Linked DNA regions of Mus musculus: region 2 is linked to region 1. The links are chromatin contacts, called in public Hi-C maps. All regions are on one chromosome and are shown on one strand. Each heading gives the region's core, a stretch centred on a gene start, on an enhancer-like site or on the middle of the called end of the contact. The rest is flanking DNA. Distances are from core to core; before and after follow the strand shown. Region 1 holds the start of Slc16a6 (solute carrier family 16 (monocarboxylic acid transporters), member 6). Region 2 holds the start of Cog1 (component of oligomeric golgi complex 1).

What was found. A called contact is a pair of places that touch in the nucleus more often than the background predicts.
Region 2: a contact with region 1 is called in a Hi-C map of B cells, with 6 read pairs. The contact joins the promoter of Cog1 here to the promoter of Slc16a6 in region 1. A contact is called at or near these places in 1 of 39 promoter capture datasets (pre-B cells) and 1 of 484 Hi-C or Micro-C datasets (B cells).

Annotation. Positions count from the first base shown.
Region 1 is chr11:109,471,921-109,477,583 of GRCm38.p6, forward strand. It overlaps Slc16a6 (solute carrier family 16 (monocarboxylic acid transporters), member 6), which reads right to left and starts at 1,678. Exons shown (of 6, transcript NM_001029842.2): 1 at 1,328-1,678. The coding sequence starts at 1,572. Arsg (arylsulfatase G) reads left to right here and starts at 1,454. Exons shown (of 14, transcript NM_028710.3): 1 at 1,454-1,501.
Region 2 is chr11:113,645,901-113,651,123 of GRCm38.p6, forward strand. Cog1 (component of oligomeric golgi complex 1) reads left to right here and starts at 3,629. Exons shown (of 14, transcript NM_013581.3): 1 at 3,629-3,975. The coding sequence starts at 3,661. It also overlaps a transcript of Slc39a11 not described here.

The DNA.
Region 1 (5,663 bases), core at 428-2,927:
TTGTAAAAAAAACAAAACAAAACAAACAAACAAACAAACAAACAAAAAAAACCAGTCAGATCACCAGAGGCTGAAATCTCAATCCTAAGGTAGAAATCCCCTTCCCGTCAAAAGCAGCCAGCACAGTGCCTAGCTGTACAAACCACCAGCTTCCAGGTTAAGGAGTTGTAATGGGTTCCTCAATTCCTACGATCTTCCCCCCTACCCTGTTGTTCGATGACATTTTTACACGCCATCTAACAAACTTCTATCACTTGTCTGCTGCGGTGCAGGGATTGAGAACAACCCAGAAGGAAATTAACCTATTTCCTCTTTAAAATCATTCTCCCCCCACGCCTGGAGCCGTTCAGCTGCACGACACTTTGCTGCCGCTGGTAGCCCGGCGGACCTTGGAAGTTGTGCGGGACCGACCAGCAGGCAGCAAGCGGGTGACAGTGCAGCCCGGCAAGGTGTGGGACCCACGCTCCGAAGGGAAATCTGTCTCTCTCCGGGACCGCCCTGGGGAGGGGGGTAACAGGGATGGAGACCCGAAGTTCCACTTTTCCCTCGTGCTGCCTCAGTGGCCGCCTTGGGTGCGCGCGCGAGCCCGGGGAAGGAAGGTACCTCTCTGACATTTCGCTCTGCTGACGCGCCGGCAACTTCATGAGGAAAATCCAGAGAGGGTCTGAGACGGTCGCCGGACTCGCCTCACAGCCTGGCTCCTTTCACCCCGGGTTGGGGACGATCAAAGGCCAGGGCACCCTTTAAGGTATTTCCTGGAACCCATCTATACTTAGGGTCATGGACATTCAACTCTCAGTTGCCCACAACTGCCCGAGCGCGTCATCCCAGTGGCTCCGAACACTCCCAACTGTCAGAATATTTTTCGGATTAACCTCTTTAAAATGTTAAAAGCTTTCCTCCTCCCCGCCCTTAAAAAAAAAAAAAAGGCCCCAACACATATTAAAAAACAAACAAACAAACACCCATACCCCACAATCAAACTTTTAAGCGTGTAAAATAATAAAACCAACTCACCAAGTTAGAAGGGAAGAGAATAAACCCCAAAAGGCACCCAATAAGGCGGAGGCTGGGCCTCCGGAGCCTTCTTATAAACCGCTCCGTAACATGAGAAAAAGGTTTAACCCCTTAGGGCGTGGGCCAGAGTCTCTATCAAGTTGGCTCCGGGCGGGGAGCCTGGAGTACCCTGGCCCCCAACCCACGCCAGCCTCGGCCACCCGAGCCACACCCTCCCCCCGCCCCCCAACCCTGTCGCCTCCTCCCGGGCCGTGCGTGCCGCCGCCCGCGCCCCGGCCCCGCTTCTCTCTGCCTATCTCTTATCCTATACCGGCTGCAGCCGGTCTCCGCCGGCCTCGGGGGCGCGCCGCCGACCATGTGCTGGGAGCGCCGAGCGCCTGCAAGGAGGGGGCCGGCCTGGTGCGCGCGCGCGGGCCCACGTGGATCGGGGCCGCGCAAGGCACGCGCCCCGCCTGCCGGCTGCCGGGGCTGGGGGTCACGGAAGGTAACCGCGCTGTCATCGCGGGTCGCCCATCCCCGCCGACGCCTCTGGGGTCCTTGGCCCGACGCCCTCATCCCCTCATCCGCGCGTGCCCGTGTGATCCCGGCCCGATCGGACCCCGGCACTTAGCTGCAGTGCGAGCGGGAGCGCGATCGAGCCCGGGGCGACCGAGTGCGCCCCTGCACCCCCTCTCCGAGCGCAGCTCCCGGGTCCGCCCGCGCCCTGAGGATTTGGGGAGCCAGTGAGGAGGCTGGGGAGGGGGGGTTGGGAGGGCAGGGGAGGCGCGCGTTTGGGCTGGTCCCGCGCGTCCCTGGTCCCGGACTGAACAGGTTCCTTCCAGTTTGGGTGTGAGCGGAGCACGCGCGGGATCCCGAGTTCCTCCTCTAGAGACCACTTCCCCCCCAAATTTCGTCAACTCGCGCGCCCCGCCAGTTCCCCTTCCGGGCATGCGGGGGGAAGTGCCGCAATGGGCCCTAAGGAGCCCGCGGCTGGGTTGCTGCCGGTGCACTGTCGTGTTCCCCCGCCTCCCCTCCCCGTGCTGCCTTGTTTGCAGCCGCAGCAGCCACCAGCCGCCAGCATCCGCGCTGCGCGAAAGAGATGGGAGAAGCCTGGCTGAGTCAGCATCTCCGCTTCTCCGTGCGCGCGCACCCGCCTAGGCGGGAGGCGGCGTGAGCACAGGTGCACGGCAGCCTTAACCCCCCCCCCCCCCAGGAGGCTTCTGGGGGGATCGAGACCCCCAAACCTCCAAGCCCCCTGATCCCAAAGGTCACTATGAACTAAATGGATGCTTCCGGAGAAGCCCGAGTTATTCCTGAGGACAGCGCGTGTCTGAGGATTAGGGACTGTTCAGAGCCAGAGGGGGCGCAAAGTTGGTTTCCTGGACTCCATCTCACACCTCTGGAGAAAAACTGGGTACTGCCTCACAGCAAAAGCCCTGTTCCTCTGCATTCCCCCCCCTTCCCCCCTCAGACTTAGGCAACCCACGTCGGTTGATTGTGGCTCAGAGATTGTCTTTCTGATGTTAGAAACTGCAGAGAACCTACTTTGGGAGTGTGCCTGAAGGGTCGCCACCCACCGGGAGGAGCACCGGTTCAAAATTTTAATAAAAACCTTTCCTTGCTCTGTCATTTCCCCCAGGATTTGGGAATGCAGTCACCCAGTGCTGTCAATAGGCTCTGGTGTGGCTAAGTGAGGAGGCAGGTGTATTGGTGCAGAGTGTGTTACTCTGGTCACTGTAGTCCAGCCAGGCTACCACTGAATAATAACTGGCAAATTTGTGGGAATAATTAAACCTTTACCCCATCCCAGACAGGTGTAGTCCACGCTGGCTTCAAACTTATATTTGACCCCCCCCCCCCCAAATCCTGGTTTGTTTGTTTTTAAAAAACACGATCTCACTAGCCAAGCCAAGACTAACCTAAAACTGAAGATCCTCCTGTCTCGGCCTCCAAAGTGATGGGATCGCAGGGTTCTTTTTTCTTTTTCTTTTGGTTTTTTCAAGACAGCTTTGAAACCAGGCTGGCCTCTGCCTCCCGAGTGCTGGGATTAAAGGCGTGCACCACCACCGCCTGTCGCAGGCTTCTTTTTCTTAACCAAGGTCTGTCTGTAACTGGTCTGCACCGCCTAGCTTCAACCCGTCCACCAGCCTCATCCTGCACTGTAGCTGTGACTACAGGCACAATACGCTCTGCCTGGCTGGAAATGGCACGATTTTAAGACACGTTTTAAAGATGGAGCTCAGCTGATCTTGGGCTTGCAATCTTTCTGACTGTGCCTCCCAAGCACTGAAAACGCTGGCATGTGCCGTGATGCCTACCTCTTGAGTTTTCTCAACCTCTGAGTTTAAAACTTAGATAGTGCCCAAAGTCCTAGACATCAATGAATGAATGACTGGATAAAACCAGGCTGTGGAGGGCAGTAACAGCAGCCAGGTAGAATTAATTATTAATAATGTATTACTTCACGGGGACAGTGGTGGTGCACGCCTTTGATCCCAGCACTTGGAGGCAGAGGCAGGCGGATTTCTGAGTTCAAGGACAGCCTGGTCTACAAAGTGAGTTCCAGGACAGCAAGGGCTACACAGAGAAAGACTGTCTTGAAAAAAAAAAAAGTGTATTATTGCTATTTTATTATAACTCATTGTTTTACATCTGTGTTGGTTCCGATACTGAATTAAGTAGCACCCATGTGATTTGATGTGTTGGTTTTGTTTTGTTTTTCCAGATAGGGTTTCTCTGTGTTCCAGGATAGCCACCAGGCAGCTCTCAAATTCAGACCTGCCAAAGGCATGGACCACTATGCCTGACTTATTTGGGTTTTTGAGATAAAATCTGATGAGGATGACCTTAAATTCCCGATCCTCGGAATTCACCTAAGTGCTGGAATTATAGGTCCGCTCCATCAGGTTTGGCTTGTCCTGGTGTGGTACAATGATTCCCCTTGTAGAGATGAGGCAGATTGACTTGGACCCCTGGTGTCTGGATAAGGAGAGGTGGCTGGAATCCAGCCTTGCTGGCCACAGGCTGATGACTTTTGCTGGTCAGAGCCGGGCCTCACCTTTTTCCCTTGAAGCCTAGTGATCCAGGGAAAAGATGAAAGCCCCTGTTTTTCTCCCTTCCTCAGTACTGCATTACCATGCTAATCAAAGCCCCCAGACAGAACTAACTTTGTTTAGTCCTAAATAAGAACAAAGAGACCTTTGCAGTCTGGAGTACAGGACCAGAAAAATCAGGAAATTAAGCTAAGGGCCGGGCTGTACGGTTGTCCTCTTCTGTAGGTCAGTGGGAATCTCTGTGTGGCGCAGGCAGAGTCCCCTCTTCCTCTGCAGCAGACAAGGCACTAAGTTTGTTGTGAGAGTCCCTCAGCATCTTCTTGGGGGTGTGGGGAAACAGCTTCTTCAGAGCTGCCCCAGGCGCTCTCTCTCTCTCTCTCTCTCTCTCTCTCTCTCTCTCTGTCTTTCTTTTCTAGCCCTTAGGGTCATTTGCATGAGAATAGATTCCTTTGTGCAAAGTTGGCCTGCCTGTTCCCTGTCCACACTTATAGTCTTTGGGTTGGGTTGCTAGGCAGATATGACCCTGGCTTGCAAATAAGCTCGTGGCTTTTACCAGCCTGTGAGAACTTCATCTTGGGAAGCAGTCTGAAAGAAGGCTCCCCTGGAGCTCAGAAGGAGGGTCCTGCAAGCCTGCTTTGGGCTGCTGGGTCTTCAGGATAGCCTCAGAAGAAGAGAGTATCTGAGAGGCTATTAGGGAAGGCCTCAGCCCCTCAGGGTTCCACCTCCCCTTTTTCCATTGCACCTACTAGACACCTACCTAAGGGTTTCTGTTCTGCTCGAGTGGCCTAGATCCTATTATAGTTAGTTCTTGCTTTTAAAACGCTAATATCCGTTTCTCTAGTTGACAGAGAAGCTCACGTCTGTTAACTGAAGTATCCAGGCAGAGGGGCTGTGCGTTTATCTTGTGGTCTTGACTCCCACTTGATAGTCAGTCGGTAGAAAGGAGAGAGGAGAAACTGCTCTGAGGGACTTAGGTATTTGGAGAGGAACAGCTAGTGATGGTGTCACAGAACTTGGGGGTCACAGTCTGTACCCCACAAAAGCCAAGAACAGCCACCTGCCCTTAAGGCAATTAAAACAGCTGAATAAAGAGAAACAGGAGAAAGGGTGATTTATTCAATAGAGTCACATTGGAAATTGGAATAAAGAGTTCTAGTGAGCCCCTATCCTGACTTAGGTCCATCTGCAGGGCCCTGAAGTGAGAATAACGGTCCAGAGACGTGTAAGGAACTCCTGTTAAGGTGTGATCCTGCCCACCATTGCTCAGCATTGTCTGAACTTCAGCCCCACACTGTAAGGTGGTCTGACAAGTTGTTACATCTGGGAGTCAAGCTCTGACTCCCCCTTCTGGGTGATGCCTTTTCCTTTACCCAACATGAGGTTCTGGGGGGAGAGGCATCTCCTAGTTTGCAGGGATGGGGGTGGTAGGGGTGGGGGTATCCATTGTTTCAAAAGTCCCCGATAGTCAGATGGAGAGACACAAGCGTCTTTTCCGAGTGTCTCCTTTTCTGCTCGGTTAGTTGTAACGGACAAGGACAGGACAGTATTCCCCACGGTGTCCCAGGCTCAAGGAGTGAAAGTTTATAAGGGCTTGCTGCTGTGCTGGTTTCCCAG
Region 2 (5,223 bases), core at 2,379-4,878, 4.2 Mb after region 1:
ATGGCTATGCCGTGCCTCCCCAGTCTGTCAGTGCAACTGCAGTGATCTCAGCTCAGGTGGAATGAAGGAAAAACTGTGGGGACCATGTGAACGCTGGTCCGCTGGGTCATCTTAACGTTCTGCAATCTTTCTTTAAAGCTAATCAGGAGACTCCAGTAAAAGATAAGGACTTCTAGAGCTGAGCTAACCCACAAGTCTCTGAAGACGAGTGTCCCTGTTTGTTCTTCTGTTGCTCAGATCAAACATCCTGGCCACAAACAACTTGGGAAATTATTTCATCGTACCGAGAGAGAATCTCTTGTTGTCTGTGGGAAGCATTACCTATCAATAAAAAGCCCATGGCCTATTAGCCATGGCAGGAAATAGGAGGTGGGAGTTCTGGTAGGGAGAGAGGAACTCTGGGATAGAGTCAGGTTTGGGAAGAGATTTGCCCCCAACTCTGAGAAGACAGACACATGAAACTGAGGAAAGGTAACTAGCCATGTGGCACTCATAGAAAAGAATAAAGGGATTAATTAGTGACAATCTATTAGAAGAATTGTGGCCTAGGCATTTATTCATAAGTAGCAAATGTCAGAGTCATTATTTCGGGAATGTGGGCATGAGTGGGAAAGCCCGTGGTGACAACCTTTCACTTCTGGATCACAGTCCGTCACAGAGGGCAGTCAGGACAGGAACAGAAGGCCGGAACCTGGAGCAGAGACCATGGAAGAACATTGCTTACTGGCTTGCTTACCTCTCTTATAGCACCCGAGTCCACATGCCCAGGAGCAGCAAGACTCAGTGGGCTAGGCCTTTGTACATCAATTAGCAATCTTACAAAGTGCCTCATGGACACACCCACAAGCCAATCTGAGCAAGGCCATTCATCATTTGAGCATCACTCTTCTCAGGTGACTCTAGGTCCAGCTGGCAGCTGACACCCTGACAACAGGCCTCACCATCGACAGGCTTGGTGACCTCACCTAGGTTACTCAGTTCGATGGAACCTTAGCTGTCTGTAACGCCGCCTCTGCGTGGGATCCTTGTGAGAAGCAGAGAGGAAAGATGCAAAGGGCCAGTGATGCTCTAAATGACAGCTAGGGTTATGGAGGAATGCCTCTTTGATTTCAAGAGCTACAACTTAAAGGTTGAAGCTAGAAGGATGAAGGACTGATACTAGAACTCAGACTGAAGGGGCTGGAGAGATGGCCCAGCGGTTAAGAGTGCTGGCTGCTCTTACAGAGGACTGGAATTTGGTTTCTTGCTCAGTCTCCCGTGACTTCAGCTCCAGGGGATCTGAACTCTTTTTTGGTCTCTGTAGGCACCGCACAAACATGCCCAGACACACAAACGCACACTCATAAATAAAGTAATAATAAATTAAATTAAATCAAAGCTTCACTCGACACATACTTACACCTGGTCATAAACTACACTAAATGACAGCAGCACCCCTGAGCTTAAGCAATGTCTGTCCCCAACATCCTGGCACAGTGACTCCTCTAGCTGCTTGGGCTGAGCTCTTGGCCCAGTTGCTGGTTTGGATAGTTCTGGCTGATAGGCAGACAGCATCAGGAAAGGAGGGGGCTGCTCTCTGGGTGCAGAAGTAAAACCTGGAGCCTTAGAGAGCAGAGCCAAGGACACATCTCCCAAAGGCCTGGGGAGCTTTCCCAGTGCCCAGGCTGAGAAGACATCTGGAAACAGCCCCGAGCAGCAGTTCTTCTGCAGGCAGAGAGGCAACCGTAGCATCTTCAGGCAGGTCTGATGAACTCAGCCAAGGAAACAGCACAAAAGACGGAAAAGCAAATGCCGGTCTCAAAACACATTGGGCAGAGTGGCCTTTGCCAAAGCCATCATACAAGAAGCCCCTAGTCCCACATGGAACTGATCATAGCCTATCGTGTTCCCCTCAGTGTAGGAAAGGTGTTAGCTTACTAACTCTTGGGGAACTGGAAGCTTGAGGAATAAGTGTTAGGCTCCCAGGGCAAGCTACAGACCACGGTTCTGATTTTCAGAGAAAATGGATGTATTGATAACACAGTGAGCTGCTGGGCAGGATGTGCAACTAAGCTGAAGAGACAGGAGCAAAGAGAGGGCGAACATTCCTAATCCAAGGTATACCACAGGGTGATCCAACCTGCAGATACCCATCACCAGCGCTGGCACCTGAAACTACAGCTGCAGCCACTGTCCCTGCCAGTCCTGCACACTAGGTGTTGTGGGTGAGACCTAGCCTCTACAAGGCTGAAATCCCTGCACCAGGGCATCGCTGCCTTCAAAGGCCCAAGAAGGTCTTGTGGACCAGTCCCAGGCCCCAGGCTGGCACAGTAGGTGCAAGAAGTCCTGGGGAAAGTTTCTGCCTGACAGAGAAGCGCTTCCAAACACGGAAGACAGATTCTGCAGGCTCAGAAGCAAAACAGCACCAAAGCAGCCGGTAGCGCGGGACTATAGAAAGGACTGCACGTCACCGCTGCGCCACCAGGGGGCGCGCTGTGCTGGGGGAACTCTGACGCGTAGGCGGTATCTCAAGCCAAGTGGCTTGAGTTCTGAGTTAACCCCCTTCCCCGAGGTAAGTAAAATTCCCTGGGCTTCAGTTGTGCATAGAGCAGGGACTCTTCTTGCTGGAATGTCGTAAGTAAACCCCCTTATTTAGATATCAATCTATTGCTGTGACATTTGCCTCGAAGTAGTGGCAGTGGTGAACGGGAGAGAAAACCCAGAGGCTGTCTGTGGTACAGGGCTGCTGAACACACAATACTGTTTTCTCTGTGTTAACATAGGAAAGAATTCTTCAGCAAACTTTTCCAAAACGAAGGGCCCTGAACGGACTTATGAACAGCAAGCCAGAACGTCCAGGTTTTCTTACTGGGTCAATCTCAGGATGTCCAATCCTCTGGCATCATGGACTCCCCATCGTTCTCCACCACAGGAGGCCTGTAACAGGGAAACCCATTTTGTGGCCACTAAACAATATTTAAATAAAATAGAAGACCCAGGTAACAAGGTGGACCACAGCCGTCACTCAGATCTCCAGCTGCCAAGTCCTAAGGGAAGAGTCCCAAGGCCCAGTCCTGGTTGCTGTGATGGTCTATCGAAGGCAAAAGCGTGCATGCATGTAAGACCGACAGCAACACGACCATACGTGCATCTTTACCATAATGAACCCCACGGTGAAGCTCTTCCCTCCCCAGGAAAGGGTTTGGGTGCGACGCAAGGGGCTCCGGGCCACTAAGACTTTGACCACCAAGTACAACCTTAACTATTTCGCTTCTCTAAGGAAACGAGCGCTCAGGGTAGGCGAGATGGCACAGCAGGCAAAGGCGATTGCCGCCAAAGCCGATAAAATTCCATCTAAAATTCTATACTGAGATCCTCATGGCAGGAGTGAGCCTCCTGCAACTTATGACCTCCGCGCGCATCTGTTTCTGTCGCACGTACTCCACCTACATAGGGTGAGAATGGGGAGGAAGAGGGAAGGAAGGAAGAGTGAAGGAGAGAGAAGGGAGATTGTAACAGTAAAAAATAAGCTCTGGAGAGCAGCACTGCCACCGAGGCTCAGTCCCTGGGACCACCGAGGCTCCCGACCTGGCGGAAGCACTTCCGCCCCCATCCATGATGGCGGGAGGGCGGGGCGGGGCTGGCAGGCGGAAGCGGCCGGCGGATCCCTGGCTTAGCACCATGGCGGCCGCGACCGCCTCCTCCGCGCTCAAGCGGCTGGATCTGCGCGATCCCAACGCGCTCTTCGAGACTCATGGAGCGGAGGAGATCCGCGGGCTGGAGCGCCAGGTCCGAGCCGAGATCGAACACAAGAAGGAGGAGCTGCGGCAGATGGTGGGCGAGCGGTACCGCGACCTGATCGAGGCGGCGGACACCATCGGCCAGATGCGCCGCTGCGCCGAGGGCCTGGTGGACGCCGTGCAGGCCACCGATCAATACTGCGCCCGCCTCCGCCAGGCCGGCTCCGTGGCGCCCCGGGTCCCACGGGCCCCGCAGGTCAGTCCGGGATCCGAACCCGCCACGTCCCTCCGCCCCCGCCGCCCGGCGGACCCCACCCCTCACCTTCCGCCGGAGGAGCCCGCCCCTCGCCGCCGCGGGCTACCGGGAGGCGTCTGCGGGCCTTCCTCGGGACGCTGGTCCGCTGCCGAAAAGCCAGCCGGCCTTTTGCTCCGGGAGCCTTCCCGGACTTCCGGACGATTCCCTCGCCTCCCGTGGGTTCGCTGCGCTCTCCTTCCCTTTTAACTGAAAACGCCAGGGGTCTCTCGACTGTCAGATCTCTCCCGTTAGCTCACACCTTCCTGTCAAAGTCATTCATTCATTCCCCATCCCACCCTGAGCCCGACCGAGCCTGGAGAATTGGGGGAGGGTAGCCTCAGCCGTCAGACCCTCCCCCTTTTAATAGGTGAGCAGTTTCATTTCAGGCTGGTTTAAAAAACTCAGGGTATCCTGATGTCCTCCCATGAAACGTTTAAGACCCGATGCGGATCGAATTCTGACATTGGGTGTTGGCTTAGGAATGAGCAGAGGGCGCCGAGGGTAAATAGTTTTTAACCTAGGAGAACTTACTGTAACAGAAGAAGAAATTACAAAAGCACACTAGCCCACATGTGGAGCCAGCTTTCTTGCGCTACTTAGGTGTCAGAAAATCCAAGCCAAAAAAACTAGGGCAGTATAATGAACGTGGGCAAAGAAGGTTGGAACTTTGTCAGCCTGTCACTCCCTAAGCTACACATTAAGTACAGCCCCCTTCCCAAATGGACAGACTTAGCTGGCTAGCTTCAACTATGTAAGCCCAGTCTTAGAAATGGATTGATTTTCATGGTTATGGCTGGTGCATTTCTGGGGGAATGCCCTCTCCGTTCAAATCATAAACAGGAGCCTCCCAAGATGTTCTTGAAGTTTACATTCTAATTAAAGAAAGAAATTCTTGGGAAATTGAATTTTTAAAATATGAATAATTTAGAATGGCAGTAGAAAATAGTTTAGCATAAAGGTGATTAATCGCCACATGTCCATTTAATGTAATAGTTCGGAAGGAAGGAGTGAGTTAGGTGTGGCTCCTCCCCAGTAAGGACAACTGAGATTTGGAACATTGACGTCTCTGGCCAGCTATGCTGCTGTAACAAAAGATTTAACACTGGATAGTTCATAAAGAGTAGACATTCATTTTCCCTCAGGAATAGGCCTGGGAAGTCCGAGATCAAACTGTTAGCATCTGACGTCCGTTGCAGGCCTGCTTGCCTC